2 separate regions of the Sus scrofa genome follow, and region 2 is linked to region 1. The links are chromatin contacts, called in public Hi-C maps. All regions are on one chromosome and are shown on one strand. The core of a region is the stretch at or near the end of the contact, and the rest is flanking DNA. Distances in the headings are between cores, read along the strand shown.

Evidence for each region. A called contact is a pair of places that touch in the nucleus more often than the background predicts.
Region 2: a contact with region 1 is called in a Hi-C map of retroperitoneal adipose tissue, with 2.1 times the contacts expected there. The contact joins the promoter of PDK2 here to the promoter of NXPH3 in region 1. A contact is called at or near these places in 1 of 5 promoter capture datasets (fetal liver), 6 of 47 Hi-C or Micro-C datasets (embryonic fibroblasts, heart right ventricle, mesenteric adipose tissue and 3 more) and 1 of 2 datasets of contacts at active chromatin or transcription factors (skeletal muscle).

What each region holds. Positions count from the first base shown.
Region 1 is chr12:25,767,067-25,772,064 of Sscrofa11.1, reverse strand. NXPH3 (neurexophilin-3) reads right to left here and starts at 2,891. Exons shown (of 2, transcript XM_003483007.4): 1 at 2,458-2,891. The coding sequence starts at 2,511.
Region 2 is chr12:26,271,442-26,276,439 of Sscrofa11.1, reverse strand. PDK2 (pyruvate dehydrogenase kinase, isozyme 2) reads right to left here and starts at 1,878. Exons shown (of 11, transcript XM_021067148.1): 1 at 1,621-1,878. The coding sequence starts at 1,738.

The DNA of each region.
Region 1 (4,998 bases), core at 1,642-4,141:
CCATCTCATGTTCTTTTTGTGGGTTTTTGTTTTGGTCTTTTCTAGGGCCGCACCTGCGGCGTATGGAGGTTCCCAGGCTAGGGGTCCAATTGAAGCTGTAGCCGCCGGTCTATACCACAGTCACAGCAATGCAGGATCCGAGCCACATCTGTGACCTACACCACAGCTCACGGCAACACTGGATCCTTCACTCACTGAGCAAGGCCAGGGATCGAACCCGCAACCTCATGGTTCCTAGTCAGATTCATTAACCACTGAGCCACAACGGGAACTCCTCCATCTCATGTTCTGGCCTTCTGCTCACCCCTCCCTCCTCTCCCCACTGTCTTGCCTCTGGCCACTGTTCAAAATCTGGAAGGACAGTGGAGAAGACTCTCCAGGGGACCACGGCAGCAGAGGTACATGGTCTGTACTCCTGGTCCCCAGTCTGATGGGGGTGGCCCTGCTTCTGATCTTGGCAGAGCCTTCATCTGATGGCAGAAGCACATCCTTGTGCTGACAGAGCACCCCTGTCTGACAGGAGAGACAGAGTCCCTGCCTTTGTGAAATTCCCTGGCCGATGGGGAGAGGCTTAGTCTCTGGCCTCAGAGAGCCCCAAGTCAGACAGGGGAGCTCCATCCCTCTGCTGGGAGAGCCCTGAGTTTGGCAGGGGAGGTACAGTCCCTGCCTTTGGGGACTTCCCAGTCTGCTGGATGAGATACCATCCCTACCCTGGGAAAGTTTTACCCTCAGAGGCAAAGAGAATCAACAGATAATGGAAAAGAAAAAGGAACTCAGTGAAATTCTCCCTCAAATACAAATGCGGTTTAGGTTTTGGCAGGACGACGAGAGGGAGACGCGGGTGCGTTCCATACCCAAGAGGATGGCCAAATGCTCCTCTGGGGACCACTGATGATAACAGGCCAGAGCATTCTTTGTGCTAGGAGGCAGGAGTTCGTATTGTGCCCATTTCACAGATGGCGACATGAGGCTCACAGATACCATCATTCACGGCTACGTCGCACAGACTCAGCCCTCCCATCCCTCCGCACTCCCAGTCTCACAAACCAGATGGGTCCTCCTATGGGGGTTTTATCCGAGCCCCATCCCCACCTGGAATCTCGTGTAAAGCTCTGCAGAGCCTCCACTGGCCTCTGCGGCATCAGCCCCAGGGACAGGCAACATCTGGGGATGTTTCTTGGAGGAGCGGTGGGGAAGGCCAGCAGGACAGCCTGATGAGCTCAAACAGAGGACACAGCTCCAGAGGGCACCAGGGTTCCTGAGGACAGTCACCCGGTGTGGGTGTGCTCAGCTTTTGAAGCAAGGATTGGCCCTCTGTGTCTCGATACCAAGACCAGGGGCCCCAGCACACAGCTGAGCAGCATCTGGAATTGCTAGTGACCCTGGGGTGAGGACATAGGATGCCTACGGGCTGGGGTCTGGAGGGCTCCAAAGGGGGTTGGGGTCCTCTGGTCCCCTGTTCTGCTCTGGCCATGACCTCGGTTGTGTGCAGTGGCCCTGCCTGCCAGGATCCAAAGCCAGGGCAGAGAGACAGCAGGAGGAGAGACTCTGGGAGTTGGGCTCCCGGCGGCAGACCTCTGTGTACTTGGCCTCCTAGGGTCACAGCTGAAGGCTGGAGGATGGGGAGAAGGATTCGCCCACCCAGTGGCAAAGGGGATTATTGTTTTGAGAAGGGCAGACCCAGATGTGGGGCCGAGGCTTCTCCACGACAGGATTGCTAGGTAGCCGATTGGCGGGCGCTGGGTCGGAGGGGAGTTGAGCCCTGGGCTGGGGGGGCGGGGGTGGATTCCCCCCGTCCTGGGCCGCAGGGAAGGCGCGAGCGAGCGCACGGGGAGCCGGCTCCGGGCGCTCCGCTCAGCTACCGCGAGCGCCCGGGGCGGGAGCCGCCTGCCCAGGTCCTGTGGGGCTCGGGCTGCGCGCAGCCGGGAGCGGAGAGGAAAACAACAGGCGGGGAGGGAGGGAGGGAGGGAGCGGGAGGGAAGGCGGGAGCGAGGGACGCAGGGGCGGCCCCCCTCCTGGACAGGCTCGTGCGCTGGGGAACCCAGAGCCCGGGGTCCTCCGGGTCCCCCGAGGTCAGAGACGAGCCCACGCCCCCTGCCCTGGCAGGTCATCGGCTCCACAACCACCTCCCACTCCCCTTCCGCGGGGCCCCGGGCGCCGAAAGGGGTCGAGTAACCCTTGGCGACGGCTGCGGGCATTTTCCCTCGTGCCCGTCGCACCTCCTGCCACCAGCGGCCGAGTGGGTGGGCCAGCCCAGCACCCTCTCCCCGCCCCTATTAACCCTTTCTGTACAGTCTCCGGCCTCGGACCCGCCCTCTCCCCCAGCCTCCAGGCTACGCTTCCATCCCCGGGATGTGGGGGGGAAGGGAGAAAGTTTCCGGGCTCCGGAGCTTCCCGCGCTCTCCCCCAATTCTCCGGGCCCCCGCCCCTCCGCGCCGCTCCCCGCGGACCACTCACCAGATAGAGGCTGCCCTGCACTAGGAACACGAAGCAGCAGCGAGTCAGTTGCATCTTCGTCCTTTGCTCCCGTGCCCCTTTCTCTCCTCTTTTTCCTTTAGGGTCCCAGGCCCTTCTTCACCCCTGCTCTTTCAGGTGCGCCGTCCCATGCTCCAGTGCCCGGCCACTCGCGGCCCTCCGCGCTGCCAGCCGCCCAGGACCGACCCCGCCCCCTTCGGTCCAGCTGTGCAGCCGCAGCCCCCCCTCCCCTGGTCCAGCTGCGCGCGGCGTGGCCCCCTCGCGAGGCCCCAGATGTGCGCCCCGAGCGCCTCGAAGGGCCCCAGCTGCGCGGTGGCTCCGTCGCTCCCGATATGCCCCCTCGGTTCCAGTGGCGCGGCTCTCGCCCAGATGTGTGGGGGACCCGCGCGCGCGCTCGTCCCTGCGCTAATTCCCCAGACCAGACGGCCCCTCCCGCCCCGTCGCGGCGCGCCCCCTGGCGGAAGCCCCGGGCCGAGCCGAGCCCCGCCGCCGCTCGCCTCGCTGCGCCCCGCCAGACTGGAGCGCTCCCGGCGCCCAGGCGGCTCCGCTTCCTCGTCCCTCCCACCCGCGGCGGCGGCGGCGGCGGCGGCGGCGGCGGCGGCGGCGGCGGCAGGTACTGTGAGCCCAGCCGGTACCTCCGGAGTTAACTCCTCCCCTGCCGGCCCGCAGCCCCGGGACCTGGGAGGCCGGGGACAGACGCGGGGGCGGAGTAACGCTTGGCGAGGAAGGGAGAGGGTGGTGGCCCGGGGAAAGGCACCCTACTTTTTCCACCCCTCTGGCAAGGCGCCTGTCCCCGGGAGCGGGCATTTGGGGATCTGCTGCCAGGCCCCGAACCCCGAGAGACCTGGAATTTGGAAAGATCATTTTTTCCCAACCGTTACAAGAGCCAGAAAAGAACATTCTCCTATCCCCACAGCCCAAAGTCCAATTTTCTGCTTTTGTGCCAAGGGAAGTTCTTCTAGGTGTCTAGCCTGTAGTCCTTTTGGTATCATGTCAGTCCCTTTCCTCTTCTACTTTACTCAGAGGGGCTGAGATAACCCTCCGTGCCTGCCCCCTGCACCTCTCAGTCCAATCGCTGTGACAGGAAACTTTTGGCTGGAGCTCTGGGCTGAAAGGGCTGCGCCGGGTCAGGCTGGATTCTGAATCTGGGGTCAGGGGATAAACCTCCCCCCCGGCCCCAGAAGGCTGTACCAATGGCTGTACCTCCATTCTTTGCTACTGCCCTCCCTGGAATCCAGGGCATCACAGGTTGGGATGTGGGGCTTCTCTGCCCAGCTGAGTCTCTGTCTGTCTCTGGTCTCTGCAAGCCTCCAGGGCAAGAAGGAAGAAAAAAAGATCCTCATTTGAGATTTTCCAAGGAGGGGCTCATCCGCCATCACCTTACAGCTCTGTTTTCTGCCTGGGTTTGCAGGGCCCTTTTAGTCCTTAGAAAAACCAAAGGTCAGATCCTACCATCCCTTAGAAGCTGTGAGGGTGAGGAGGCACCCCAGCATTTGGAGTGGTTCCAGCCTGGGCTGGGCCCCGTGGGGCAGGGAGGGTGGGCACTCTGCCCTGGCCCTCGAGGCCCAGTTTGGTCTCTGGCTGCAGCCCCCAGCACGCACCCAGCCTCCTCCCCCACCATCTGCCAGGCGGGTGCGCGGGGAATGCAGATGAATCTTAATATCAGCCTGGGCCAAGTGCGATGAGGGAGACAGATTCTGCAGAACCCAGGCAGCGTCTCAGAGCCCCCTGCATTCCTCAGGCACCCTGGGTGGTACAGGATGCAGCAGCCCTTCCCCGGGGGTGGGGGTGGGAATGTGCTTGTCTAGTCAAAGACCCCCACCCCCCACCCCAAAGCCAGGGGAGGAAGGAACAGATAAATCCTTGTCTGGCCTCTGAGCCTCTGGTCCGGCTGGGAGGAGGAAGCTGTCGGCCTGAGCGTGGGCAGCTGGTTCCGGCTCTCAGCGAGGCAGAGGCGTAGCTGGGCCCACTCCCTGTCCATCTCCAGAAGGTCTTATCCCCAGGAGAGCGGTGTGACCCAGCAAAAAGAGCACAGGCTTTCGGGCCAGACAGTCCTGGATTCCACTCCAGGCCTGGCTGTGTGACCTTGGGCAGGTTGCTTTGGTTCTCTGATGCCAGTTTCCTGATCTGTAGTTGTAAGAATTAAAGGAGACAGAATGTGCAAACCGAGCACAGGCACAATGGCTGGCGGGCAGTCGTGGCGTACAATAAAGGGAAGCTCTGGCTTTTCCACTGCCCACACATTTGCTCTGGCTGCACCTCCTGCCAGGCTTGCCCTCCCTGCCCTCTCAGTCCTTCCTGCCTCTCACTTCCTTCAAATTTCCCGTCCGCATTCATCCATCAACCACGAGCCAAGCCTGTCCTCGGTGCCAGGCACCAGGCCAGGGGTTGGGACACAGAGATGAATGGGACACCCTTCCTGGCCTTGGGAATCTCACTGGCTAGCGCAGAACCAAGGCGCGAAAATCAATGATAACTCAGTGTAGTGAGTGCAATAACAGATCCCTCCCTAGATGCCAAGGA
Region 2 (4,998 bases), core at 629-3,128, 510 kb before region 1:
TGAACCCAACCCCGGGGGACAGGGCCATCTGGGCTCACTGTGACCTCCATCCCAGCTTCTTCTCTTTCTTTCCCTCCCAGCAGACACACAACCCACTTTGAGGGGGGTGGATCCAAGTGGGCAGAGGAGCCTGGAAAATCTATCCCTACCTTGAGATGAGCACCCTCCCGCCCCTGGCTAAGGGGAGCTATGCTGGGACCACAGCAGCTGCAGGGTCCTGGTGTCACCTCTTTATGCCCATTGTAGGGCTGCCCCTACATTAATGCCCACCCACCTGTGAGGTGGACAAGGTTGAGAACCAGGGCCCAATACTTTGGTCTGGCTTCAAGATGAAGAGGTGGTGGAGGACTGGATGGGGCCATGGCCTAGAGTCAGGAGACCTGGGTTCTAAGTCCAGCTTCTGCTTCCAACTCTGTCACCCAAGGCACGTCACCATGCTTCTGAAGGTCTGCTTCCCCTGCTGTACCCCATCCTTCTGAAGGTCTGCTTCCCCCGCTGTACCCCGAGGGAACCAGACTCTACCCTGAGCCCTTCCCAGCTGTGACAGTTCTGTAACTGGGGTCCAGGCCGGGCTGGGCAGCTGCAGGGGGTTGAGAGGGGGCTCTGGAGGCTTTCCTACACGGGAGGAGCTCAGGCAGACAGGTCTTGGGGAACAGGTGCCCCGTGTCCTGACTGCCACCTTCCCCCGCCTGCCATCAGTGACGCAGCTGTAACCTGAGCCAGGCACTGTCTCTCCTCAACTCTTGAGAGAAGGGGCACCCCCCCTTCTAATCCCCAGCTGGCACCATGGAAACACGGTGGGAACAGACAGGGACCACACAATGCCTGTTTCAGTCACCACGTTGGCACAGCCTTGCTCTGGCTCCAGAGCCACCCCCAGAATGGTGGTGGTGGTGGGGGGTGTTAGGCCACCCTGGCACAAGAACCCAGGGGCAGCCAAGGGTGGGTACAAGGCACCCGACTGCACCTCACAGCGCCCCAGACCCCTGCCCAGCTGGAGACAGATGGCCAGGCCACAGCAGATTTGATCTTCAAGTGTCCTTGCCCACTGGGACAGCTGGAGGGCAGCTCCTTCAGTGGGCGGAGGTGTACTGGTCAGGGTGTCCCTCCTGTTGACTCATCTGAGAGAGCCCCTGCCCCCAACTGACCCCTCCACGTCTGCCCTGCACAGGTCTCCTTCCAGATGGCTGTGCCTCCCAGCCCTGCCTCCTTACAGCCACCAGCATCCCGGCCCATTTCTTCTCTGACCCTCACTCTTAGAATCGCCAGAACAACCCCAGGAACCCTTTCGTGCCTTCCAGCCCTAACATCACCGCCTCACTGCCCCTTCCTCACCAAGACCCCTCACAAAGCCCGAGAAGATACCTCCGATCCCTCCTCAGCGCCCCCACTTCCCACTGCCTAGTCTCTCCAGCCGGGGTGCCCTAACCCTTTTAAGGCCGGCTGCCTCCGGCCTCTCCGTTAACCCTCTCCTGCCTGGACCCCTGCAAGCCAACCCTTCCCGTCACTCGGTCTCTCTCAACCTCCGTGTTAACCCTTCACGGCCAGGACGCCTTCCTCCCCCCCAGCCCCCCCTCCCCCGCAGGTCCCGGTGGCCAGCCGCCTCCCGCCCCCTCGTACCGAAGTCCAGAAACTGCTTCATGGACAACGGGGACGGGGAGAACTTGCTGAAGTGCTCGATGTACTTGGGCGCCCCTGCCAGGGACGCATTCTTCAGTAGCGCGCGGACCCAGCGCATGGCAGCGGCGGCCGCGCCTCGGGCTCGGGCTCGGGCTCGGGCTCCGCACCCCGCGCGGGCAGCGTTGGCGCTCGGCTTGGCCCACTCGGGTCCCGCGCCGCCCAGGCCGCCTCCTCCCCACCACCGCCCTGGCGGGGCTCCGAGTCCGGCCAATCGGCTCGTCGCGGCGCCCCGACGTCGCCAATGGCCGCTCACAAACAACTTCCGGAGAGCCAATTGCCTCTCGCCCCGGCACGTGGCTGCCCCCTGGGCCCGCCCCCTTAACTCCGTGTTTGCCCGGAGCGGCCTGTTGTTTTCGGGAGGCCGGGCGGAGAGCCCGCCTCCCGGGTGTCACCCCGCCCTTCCTCCTCCCCGCCCATAGGGGTTAACCCCTCCCTTCCCAGAGGCTCGTTATTCCCATACCTATTCTACTCCTTCCTTTCCCCGCTCCCTCCTCAGACTCCTTCACGTCTCGTCTCTGAGATTGTTCCGGTAGCTGTCAGCGCACCCCATTTCCTCCCAAAGTGTCCCGATTCACCTATCTTGATTCCCATCTGCTCTCCCTTAGGGGGTCTAGTGGGTTCCCAATTCAGATGACAGTGACTCAGATTGAATGTTTGCTAACTTCGGGATCTGGATGCGAGCCCACGTCAGTCCCTCGTATCACAAAGATCCAAGCAGCTCATGAAAAGGCGGCATGTTGCTTTTCCAGTTAAAAAAGTCAGTCAACCTCCTAATTAACACCTGGAGGCGGCAGAGGCAACCCTTACCATCAGTGCTACAATGAAGTTTTCAAAAAACTTTTTTTTTTTTTTTTTGTCTTTTTAGGGCCGCACTAGCGGCACATGGAGATTCCCAGGCTAGGGGTCAAATCGGAGCTGTAGCTGCCGGCCTACGCCAGAGCCACAGCAACTCGGGATCCGAGCCGCGTCTGCGACCTACACCACAGCTCATGGCAACGCCGGACCCTTAACCCACTGAACGAGGCCAGGGATCGAACCTGCATCCTCATGGATGCTAGTAAGATTCGTTTCCGCTGAGCCACGAGGGAAACTCCCAAAACACTTTTATTTTTTTATTCTCTTCTCTTTGGACCTAAGAAAGCAACCTTTTTCGCTCTGAGCGTTCTTAGAGAAAGGTCCTGGGAGATGATTGGTGCTGGAGGCGGAGAGCCCGCCCTTCCTCAGCCAACCGGCTCTCTCGTGGGAACCCAGCGCGCGCCCTCTTGTGGTCGAGAGCGGTAAGTCCCTCGCTTCTCCCCCCACCCCCTTGAGGTGTTTTTCGCTGTTCAGTCGTGGGCTCACATTCACCAATGGCATAATAAATTTTAGGCTTTGTGCTGGGACAGGGAAAGAGACAAGATTGGGACACTGCCTTTTCCTTCGATCGTTTCATTTCTCAGTCTGGGAGAGAGCTGCATAAATAAATAAATAGTTATAACAGAATATGATTATAGCCTATGCAGAGCTATGAGCAAGGCCTCACAATGAAGGGGACTCTCTTAGCTGAATGAATAATAACCTATGTGCCAAGCACTGTTTGCATTCATTATCTCATTTACTTCTCAGGACAGCTCTATTGTGCTATTATTATCTCTATTTTGTAGATGAGGAAACAGGTTCAGAGGTCATTCTCAACTGCAGCTCTGACCGTGTTACTTCTCTTGCTCATAGCCTGTTGCTGGCTCGCCACTTCTTCCTGCAGCCTTTCCAGTTCTCACATGGTCTGCTTTGGCTTAACTCTCCAGCCTCATCTCTCCACATTTCCCCTGCTCAACTCCCAGCCACACTGATCCACTGCCTTGAACCAGTCTCCAATCTCCGTGCTGTTGCAAATGCTGTCTCTTATGTATGGATCATTCTTTCTTCTTCTTCTTCTTCTTCTTCTTCTTTTTTTTTTTTTTTTTTTTTTTTTTTTTTTTTTTTTTTGCCATTTCTTGGGCCGCTCTGGTGGCATATGGAGGTTCCCAGGCTAGGGGTCGAATCGGAGCTGTAGACACCAGCCTATGCCAGAGCCACAGCAATCCAGGATCCGAGCCGCGTCTGCAACCTACACCACAGCTCATGGCAACGCCGGATCCTTAACCCACTGAGCAAGGGCACGGACCAAACCCACAACCTCATGGTTCCTAGTCGGATTCGTTAACTCCTGAGCCACGATGGGAACTCCTGGATCATTCTTTCTTCTCACTTTCACTTACTCAGTCTTCAGGTCCCTGACCTGCCCGGCTGGGTTATGGGCTCCCTCCAAAGTTTCCTTAGATCTCCCGATCTAACACCCATTTTAACTCCTTTACACGAAGTGTCATCATCTGTTCCTCTGTCTCCCCAAGAGACTTTAAGCTTCTGGAGGGCAGGGCTATCTCGGTCTGATTCACGGCTCTGTCTCCAACACCAGGCGCTGCATCCAGCACACTGAAGAGAAAAGGTGAAAAAAGAAGTTGGGGTCCCCGGGGAAGACATGCCACAGCGGTATCAGAGAGGACCGCCAAACCAGCAGTTAGACCATGGATGATGTTGGTGAATGCGGTCTTCAAGGTGCCTGGAAGAGTATATGAAATATTATATGTAAAAAAAGTGGATCCCTGTGCCTGGTGCACTGTAAATATCAATAAACGGCAGCTATGGCTATTACTGTGAAATTTGGGAGTTCCTGTTGTGGCTCAGTGGGTTAAGAACCTGATATAGAGGATGCAAGTTCAATCCCTGGCCTTGCTCAGTGGGTTAAGGATCTGGCTTTGCCCTGAGCTATGGCATAGGTCGCAGATACGGCTCCGATCCTGCCGTTGCTGTGGCTGTGACAGGCCAGCAGCAGCTGCTGCTTGGAGTCGACCCCCAGCCTGGGAACTTCCATGTGCTACAGGTGCGACCATTAAAAAAACCCCGAAAAACAAAAACCACCACCACATCAAAAACTATTATTGGAGTTCCTGTTGTGGTGCAGTGGAAACGAATCCAACTAGTATCCATGAGGATGTGGGTTCGATCCCTGGCCCCGCTCAGTGGGTGATGGGTCCAGCGTGGCCAGGGTGTAGGTCACAGATGTGGCTCAGATCCCGTGTTGCTGTGGCTGTGGTGTAGGCCGGCAGCTACAGCTCTAATTCGACCCTTAGCCTGGGAACATCCACATGCCTTGGGTGTGGCTCCAAAAAGAAAAAAAAAAAACCCAGAAAACAAAAAGACAATTAACTGTCAACCTTCAAGTAAAAGGAAACCCTGAGGCTGGGTGTAAGAGACAGATATGAGATTTCCCACGGTCCTCCCCTTAGAGCTAGGCTTCCA